2 separate regions of the Mus musculus genome follow, and region 1 is linked to region 2. A link is a contact called in public HiChIP or PLAC-seq data. All regions are on one chromosome and are shown on one strand. The core of a region is the stretch at or near the end of the contact, and the rest is flanking DNA. Distances in the headings are between cores, read along the strand shown.

What was found. HiChIP or PLAC-seq counts read pairs in DNA pulled down with a chosen protein or histone mark.
Region 1: an H3K27ac HiChIP or PLAC-seq map of hepatocytes shows a contact between it and region 2, with 7 times the contacts expected there. The contact joins two enhancer-like sites. A contact is called at or near these places in 9 of 115 datasets of contacts at active chromatin or transcription factors (VIP interneurons, bone marrow-derived macrophages, embryonic limb bud and 3 more) and 1 of 9 other capture datasets (embryonic stem cells).

Annotation. Positions count from the first base shown.
Region 1 is chr16:25,039,009-25,043,312 of GRCm38.p6, forward strand. No RefSeq gene overlaps it. Among named protein-coding and RNA genes, the nearest start is that of A230028O05Rik, 18 kb to the right of the region's middle. Within about 2 kb of position 2,458, at least 152 of the 459 cell types and tissues checked have an H3K27ac peak or open chromatin away from gene starts, as enhancers often do. A contact at or near this core is called in hepatocytes, where this site is marked.
Region 2 is chr16:24,463,586-24,468,050 of GRCm38.p6, forward strand. All of the region lies in intron 3 of Lpp (LIM domain containing preferred translocation partner in lipoma), which reads left to right. Among named protein-coding and RNA genes, the nearest start is that of Gm24440, 59 kb to the left of the region's middle. Within about 2 kb of position 2,241, at least 7 of the 459 cell types and tissues checked have an H3K27ac peak or open chromatin away from gene starts, as enhancers often do. A contact at or near this core is called in hepatocytes, where this site is marked.

The sequences.
Region 1 (4,304 bases), core at 1,208-3,707, 580 kb after region 2:
GGGTATGGAGATGTGGATCTCAGCTCCATTGCATACTGCCGGAGGGACAGTTTCTCTTTTCTCTGTAAAATGGGCATATACAGATTTCTTTGCAGGGAATGTCATATTTATATACTAGTAACTAGAAAGTGCTATATACCAAGATTAGGTCATATTGAAAGATTCTACTGGAGGATTTTAGGGCTTGAAACAAGAAGGGTTATCTATTCACTTTTTGATATTGGCTGCCCCTACCAATGGCAGAGACAGGGATGGGTGGCAGCAGGAATTGTGGGAACAGTTGGGGCAAGTTATGCATTTGAAGTTAAAAGAGCTTACTCTAGTCAGACTGTCACTCAGTATTCCATGTATATATATATATATGGTATATATATATGGCATATATATATAGTATACAGTATTATATAATATTTAAATATGTTACTCAGTATTATAGCCACCCAAACACTCCCCTTTCCAGGCCTTTCCCAGCCTCTATTTGATGAGTTGATAAAGCCTCTGCTGCTAAAAGCAAGACTAACCAAATAAGTTTTAAAGCATGCCAGAACCATTAGAGTAGATGACTTTTAACATCCCCTCTGTTAAATGATAAAATAAGTTTCATTTAAAATGCTGAAGAAATTAACAGTTGCTAAGGAAAATGACATGTGAAGGTCAAGCCCTTGTCACTGAGTGGGGAAGGGATAGTGATAGTAGGAAACTAAGTTGGTCAACTCATGATCTAGAAGGGCCGTAGCAAGTGTCACACCCAGTGTGTTGAAGGACAGATGGAAACCTGGCTGTGAGCTCTGCATCTAACCTATGGCAAGACTGGGCCTTAATTTCCTCCTCACCAAACTGAAGGATGTCTGTACTTGATGTTTTTTGAAGCAGTTTCCACTTCAAAGCCGAGGAAGCTAACTTTGAGTGTAACTCCTAACAAGCCCTGGGCAAGAGGAATCAGGCCGGCCTCCCTGTGCGCTGAGAAGCGCCTGGTTGAAGCAGATGGAGTGTGTCTATCATGGCGGCTGCATAACCAGTCTGGTCACTTCAGATGTCTCTCCAATTAACACTCATGGAGGCGGCCAACTGCTCAAGCAGCAGAATGTGATGGTGGAGAAGACGGTGGGAATGCCTGGGCCCGATGCCACACCTATTATCTAAGCCTCCTGCCTGAGATGGGGGAGGAGTGGGAGGGGCCAGCCAGACTTCACAGAATGTGGGAGGTGGGAGGAGGGGCGGGCAAAAATGGGAGGTGAGATGCCTGCTCAGATTTCTTTAGCTGCGGAGTCCTAGAAAGTTAGAGATGGGAGCGCTCATTCAGTAACAGCCCTTACTACACACTTTTCATTTCCTCTTCTTCATTGCCATTATGCACAGGGTGCTGTCACCTCTTGCTCCTTGCTCCCTGAAGGATCTCCCTGCCTTCTCTTTTATTTTATCTTCCTTCTCAAAATCAGGTCGTACAAGACAGCCAGAATAAGATTTCTAAAATACGAACGTGGTCCCTTGGAGTAGTTCCTCCTCATTGTTTTTGAGAGGAAAAAATGTAAGCCCTAAAGCCCAACATGTTTCAACCTAAGAGTCGTGATCCTTTTGGAGGTCGAATGGTACCTAAATAGGGGTAGCCTAAGACCATAAGAAAATACACATATTTACATTACGATTCATAACAGTAGTACAATTACAGTTATGAAGTAGCAACAAAAATAACTTCATGATTGGGGATCACCACCCATAAGGGAGGACTGTATTAAAGAGTCACAGGATTAGGACGGTTGAGAATCGATAGTCTAGACGAACATACATGTTCCTAGGGAACACCACTTTGTGCCCCTTCTCTCAGCCCACATTTTGTAGTCATTGGGGGGACTCTTTCTGAAAATTCCCCAATTCCCTGCCTTCCATATTTCTTCTTCTGTGTTCCTTTTCTTCCTTGTCCAAGAAGTTCATGGCTTTTAAATCCTAATTTAGGTAAAAGCTCTCTTAGGAGCCCCTCTAGACCTGCACTTACCGGCCTCTGCTCCAAGACCTGCGGTGTAACCGCTACCAGAGCTTTCACCTTCTGAGTTGGTCCTTACAAGCCTCACCTTCGACACACTGGGATTTCGGGGGATGAGGGATTGTTCTGCTGCCGGAAGCAAGACTGATTTCGACAACAGATGTTTTAGCGATCTCCGGAATCATTTTCCGCCGAGGTATTCCACATTGCCTTCAGCTGAGACTTGGTCAAGGAAAGCTATGCATACAAACTACCTGAATGGAGGAGCCTTGTCTTTAAGCAGGCCTAGAAGGAGGAAGCGACTCGCTGGTGACCACAGAGAGGGAAGACCAGGGACTTGCACCCTTGACTCCCACACCAGCACCCCACACAGGTTTAGTAGTTTCAGCCAACTCTTTCCTGTCAGAAAGACGCACTCTATCGACAGGGGAATTGTGCAAGGGCAAAAGAAATCAGTTTCTCTGGTGTGCCAACTTCCCAAGCTTGTGAAATTCCTGGATTTGTGGATTGGGGAACTGAGAGACATGCCATGTGGAGTCGGCAATGGGCAAGTAGGCCTATCTGAGATGTACTGAGACTGGCAGCAGAAGGGCTTATTTAGGGAACAAAAATAAAATTATATATGATACTCTACCTCAGGTGGGTATGTTAGCTATGTGGGGTTTTTTGTATTATTATTGTTGTGTTTTAATTTTTTTTTTTTTTTTTTTTTTTTTTTTGGCCAGACGGTGGCCAACAGACTTCCAGAATATTCCTTGTTCAAGCACGTAGGAAATCCCTGCCTGTGTTGGTCTTGGGGAGGGAAGTTTGGCTATGAGCAATTTTTCCTGAAAAATCAAAACAGCTCTTCCAAGTGGGCCCTGCTTCCAGGGGCAGTGTGAAGCTGGGCATGCTTCCCTGTGCCTGAGTGTGAGCATGAAGGTATCCGGAGGAGGGAAGGGTGTCTGAAGGTCAGGCTGCTGGGAATCCAAACCTCCAAGCCTGATTTACAGCCCTGGGCCTCAGGTCTCCTCCCACTCAGCCCACAAAATCCCCCAATTTTCTTCTCTGTGAGCCAGCACTCTTCAGAGCTGGGAAATGAGATCTAAGCAGTGGCTTTTTTCTGGGCTTACGTACGCTATGGATTCTTCCCTGAGATGGTGGCAGAGAGGAAGGGAAGTGGTTCTTGAAAGTGTGGGCAGAACACTGGGGTGAGTCAGAAAACAGCAGCCAGCCTGCAACAGGCTGGAGACCATCCAGCCTCACGCTCTCCTTGGCTCCCTTTCTTTTTGATTTCCTCTCTTATTGTGACTTTCAAATAAAATCTTATAGGGAAACCCAACATACTAAACTTAACAACAGAACTGCTCCAAGCTACAGAGGATCAAGGATCAAGTTCTGCTTCTTTGTTCTTTCCCCGAGCATCTGCCAGGATGGAGCCTGTGTGTTCCCTGCCTGGATCTCTTGGCTTCATGGAACACAGCTGCATAGCTCTGCTGTGATCCAACACCAACATGTAAGACATGGGATGATTGATGCTCAGGAAGGTGGTGAGTCTCACTTAAAGTCACACAGGGAACTAGGGGGCCAGTTGGTGCACCTAGAGACCCCTGGCTTTCCTCTTCCTCCTCCTCTTCCTCCTCCCCTCCCTCCTCCTCTTCCTCCTTCTCCTTCTTCCTCTCTTTTTCTTCTTCCTCCTCCTCTCCCTCCTCTTCCTCTTCTTCTTCTAGTCGTCTGTATGGGATGCCATGTGGGCTCTGTAAAGACCTTAGGTTAAGCAATGAGTAAACCTCATTTTCAGTAAGGAAAAAGTCAGTGCTTCGAATTTCTAGGTTTATAGCTCCAAGAAATCAGCTCCTTCAGTCTGGCTGTTAGCCCAACTTCCATACCCCCAGGGAGTGGTTCTTCTCTTCAAACTTGGAGCCAGCAGTCCCCTTTCACTTCCTTGCACATATCATTTCTCCTGGGCTGGGCTTCTGCCTCCTTGTTGCTATAAAGTGAAACGAGAATGCATTTCTTTTTCTTTACCCTAGCAGGACTCGACCTGCCTCTGAGCCTGGCTCAGGTATGAAGATGTGCACCTACTCCTAGCTTTGTAAGCCAAGCTCTGCCTGAATCCCTATCCACTTGTTCCCAACTATGCTGACCACAAACGCTCTGCTTAGCACCCAGGACTTCACTAGCATGTTTCTCACACAGACTACCATCTCCATCTTTTGGCTACCCTTAACATTCCCCTGACAAGCCTTTCATGTCTACAAGTGTTTGAAGCAGTAGTGTGGAGATGGGAGGGGCTGGCTGCACTTGGCTGTTTCAGGCTCTCCAGTCTTTGTATTACAGCTAT
Region 2 (4,465 bases), core at 991-3,490:
TTTTCTTTCCTTTCCTTTCCTTTCCTTTCCTTTCCTTTCCTTTCCTTTCCTTTCCTTTCCTTTTCTTTTCTTTTCTTTTCTTTTCTTTTCTTTTTCTTGGTGGTGGTGTGGTGTGTATAATTCTTTGCTTGAAATAGTCCTTAATTCTTTTCTCTGTTACACTTTGGTCTTGGTGTTTTCATTTTGCAGTATCCTGGTGACTGGAAGGGCACCTCAGCACTTGCATGGTAGTTACCACAGATTTCATGTTTTCTTGGGGAACTAAAACCCTCACTGTTGGTCATTTGTCCCAGTGGCTTCAGGAGTAGGTATAAATTTAAACACCATGCGATACTCATTGTCTCTAAATTGGGCAATAGTGGCTCTGAGAAAAAATTATCCCTGGCAAAAGTAATGCTGTTTCCCTGATTCAGAGGACAACCATCATGCAAGTGCCTGTAGCTACCTCTGCAGGGCTACACGGTGTCATCTGGACTTGCCTGGCACTGACCATCCTTGGGTCTCCTTGGGCCTGTTTAGCACAGGATTACCTCACCCCTTCAATGGCAACTGACTTGAATTATATCAGTTATTAAATATGAGCTAATATTTTTTCCTTTTAATTCAGTGGGTCTGGCTCATTCTCTGATTTAAGCTGGTGATTTATTTATCATAAGGTACGAGACGGCTCTAGCCACTCTATGATGTAATCTAAGAATGACCTGAAAACAAAATAGGCTTTACATATTGAGAGTGTTCCTGTAATACTGTTTATATTGAGAATGGAGATAGGTTCTGACGTTCCCGTGTGTGCCTTTCTTAGCTTGTCTTCCTGTTTTGAGTTTTGATGCCATTTATTTAATTTCACCAGGATCAGGTTCACCTTCAATTTCTTCTTCTCCCCTTGCCCTCGCTGACCCCTGCTTCCCCACCCACTGCTGTCTTCAGAGGGCCCTGTTGCCCCTGTTCTCTTCTTGTAGCACGTCTCAGCTTTACACCCTGCTAGATGACCTGTGGGTTCTGCACAGAACATCTGCCCACTACAGGCCAGTGGGTGTCTCCTCCTCCTAGGTTTTCCGAACCTTTTGTCCCTTGTTGGAAACCTTTGATGTGGACTTTTCACTGCTTAGTACAGTAGCAAGGAATATTCACCGGGGATCAGACTTAGTAGAGGAAATGGACTTTGTCTTGTTCTAGATTGGCTCTTTACACTGCAATTTAGCCAGATTGTGGCCTATCCCCGGGCCTCATCTCATTTGAGGAATGGGTGTTTGTTTCTCACTTTTCATGGTCAACTGGTATTTCAGCAGGGGATCCTGAAGGGCTGTGGGGAAGCGGAGCCTGAGGCGCATGCTGTTTAGCCCTGGTTAGTCAGCCCCTCTGCTGTGGTTCAGGCACAGAAGTAAGCATGAGTGGAGGCATATGGGAAGTTGCATGGCTGTTGGCACAAGACAATTTAAAGGTTCTCTTCAAGAAATGGGGAGGACTCAGTAGTGTGCTTGCTGTGCAAGCCTGAGGACCCGAGTTTGACTTCTAGAACCCATGTTTAAAGTAAAAATAAAGCAAAAAACCAAAACCCGAAAAATCCAACTGGTGTGGTGAAATGTACTTGGAACCCCTGTGCTGGGAAGGCTAGGGAGCCTGGCCTGCTCGGTGCCCCTGGCCAACGCGAGACCCTGTTTCAGAAAGGAGGATGGATGATTCCTGAGGAAGAATTACACCTCACGTTGTCTTCTAGCCTCCACACGCTTGCCCCAATTCAGTAAATACAAAGATACAAATAAAGGTCCCTTTTTGCCTTGCATTCTGAGATTCTTGGGTTTGTTGACCTTAAGTGTCTTTTCCAAGATCACATAGCAAATTGTAGCATGGAACTCAGTTCTCAGCTATAGAGAGGGCTAAAAGCTACATGCTCTAGTGTGACCTTTCTCTGCATATGTTGCTTGAAAGAGTTGAGAAGCTGGGTCAAGGATTAAAAGGTTGGTGGCTTATGGGAGCTGGGTGCAAGACTTCCGAAGTTCTGTGTCTCTGCAGTGAGGTAGGGTTGGGCGACGGCTTTCTCTGTCCTCTTTGCTTCCAGGGAAGTCAGAACACCCATGATGATCTAGTTTATACTGAAGATGGCAGTTGAAGGCTCAGGCCACAGAAGTGACGCTGTCAGAGTCTTTCTTGGATTGGCCTTGCTCACTGACTCCATTAGTCTGTGTACTCTGCTTCCTCTCTGAGGCACAACGCTTAGCTCTTGGCAAAGTCCCCAGCTTTCTCTGTGCTAGGTCAGATCAGAGCTCGTGCTATGGCATAGCGGGGAGGCAGGCATGGGGATGGGAGAGGCCAGTCAGGTGGTCAGCCCGCAGCCTTCCAGTGCACTGTCAGGGAGCCCTTCTGCACTGACCAGGTGCAGGCAAAGAAAGAGGTTAGGAGTGAAGAAAGATTTCAAAGGGATGAGGGTGGACAGATCCAAGGTGGTGGTGTCCTCTGGTGGGACTCTGACATGGAAGGGACAAAGCTCACTCTAGTGTAGTCTGTAATTATTTGTGCAAGCCTTATCTGCTCCTGTTAGCTCCCAAATAATTGACACAAAGACCTATTAATTTTATTAATAAGCTGCTGGGTTAGTTTTGAGCTATTCTAACCCCCCAAGGCTGTCTAATTCCCAGCCACAGGTCATATACCTTCACTCTGAGTCTTGCCCCAGCACCCTTACGTCCATATGTGTCCTCATGTTTGCTCTGTCATCAAGCCCTCATGGTATATATTCCTTGGCAACCTGCTCATCACAGCTCCTCAGTCCACCTCCTCTTCTCCCCTGTCCTGGTCCTTCTCTTTCTTCCCTCTACCTGGCACCTCTGGCTGGTATCAGAAGTCCAGCCTTCCTATTTCACCTGCCCAGTCACAGACTGAATCAGCTCTTTATTGACCAATCAGAGATGATGGAAAACAGTTTTTACATAACATTGAGACATGAGATGGTTCACAGTGCTGGTCATGCTTCATGCTTGCCCATCCAGACTGTAGGCTGATGTCTGGGCAGAGAGATCAGCATCTGAACACAGTGCACAAGGCCAGCCCTAAGACCCTCTGACCTTGGAGGGAGCAACAGACAGACAGCGAGGTGAGGGTGGGGACTCAGAGTGCTGCATCACTGCGGGCGTTTCTGTAGTGACTGACACTGCTGCTTTATAGGGGAGTGAGCAGATTAGACTGGTTTTCAATGCTTAGCCTTTCTGCCTTTTAAAAAACTATTGTTTGGGCTACATGTATGTCTGCATAACACATGGGTACCTAGTGCACTTATAACCCAGAAGATGGCATCAGAACCCCAGACCTGGAGTTACAGATGGGTTTGAGCTGCCATGCCGGTGCTGGGAATTGAACCTGAGTCCTCTAGAAAAGTAGCTGGTGCTTTAAGCCACTGAGTCATCCATCTCTCCTGACCCAACTTTAGTGTTTTTTGAAGACGTCCCTGTCTTACTCTAGAAATTTCCTGAAGATAAACTTTATCTGCATTTAAATTCCCTTTTAGGATGAAAGCCTTAAAAGAGTGATTTTCTCTCTGCACCTGGAGATGCTGATATATCTCAGGCAGGTATACAGAGTGCTGTGATAGGGAAGACAAGAGGGGATAACTAACTGAAGACAGGTTAGAACTGCTTTGAACTGAATGGTTTTTGTTGTTGTTGTTTTTTCTTTGTCCTTTCCTTTCCTTTCCTTTCCTTTTTTCTTTTCCTTCCTTCTTTCCTTCCTTCCTTCCTTCCTTCCTTCCTTCCTTCCTTCCTTCCTTCCTTCCTTCCTTCCTTCCTTCCTTTGTTTTTTGCTTCTTTACAAGGAAGTTGCAGAGAACTGTGTTTTCTAGGTCCTCTCCTTTCCTCCCATGCATTGTCAGTGACTTGCTGTGCCCTGCTTGGTACTTTCCTGTCTGTCCAGCAGAGCACACATCTGCAGTCTTTCCTTCTCCACTGGGTTGAAGCGCATTGAATTCTACCTTATTTCATACGAGGCCAGTTGTAGCACATCCTCATCATGGGTGACTCATTAATTTAACGACTTTAAAAGAGCTTACTATGTACCTGTTCTATGACCCTGTTCTAGCTGACAGGAGCACTTGTGAACACGGACGTAGAGGAAGTCACCCAGCAAACCAAAGACAACCAGGATGGGGACAGGGGAAAGTGTTTCAGTATGAGTGTAAGCACGTGCAGAGGTCCCGAGACTGAAGGACACTGGGTAGATGAGGGAACATGCTGGCACAGCTGGAGCAAAGGAGTCACACGTGTAATAACCATAGTGACAACAGATGACATCGAGCAGACTTTGAGGATACTCTGAAGCAAAGGGAGATTACTTCAACCATTTAAAGAATCCACAGAGATGTAACAAAAAGATTGACCTAGGCGGGGTTGTAGCTGTATTGGCTCAGGACACATCTAGAGCCGAGAGAGGGTGTTGCGGTTTCCCTCCTCCGGCAACCCTCCTTGATGGGGACTCT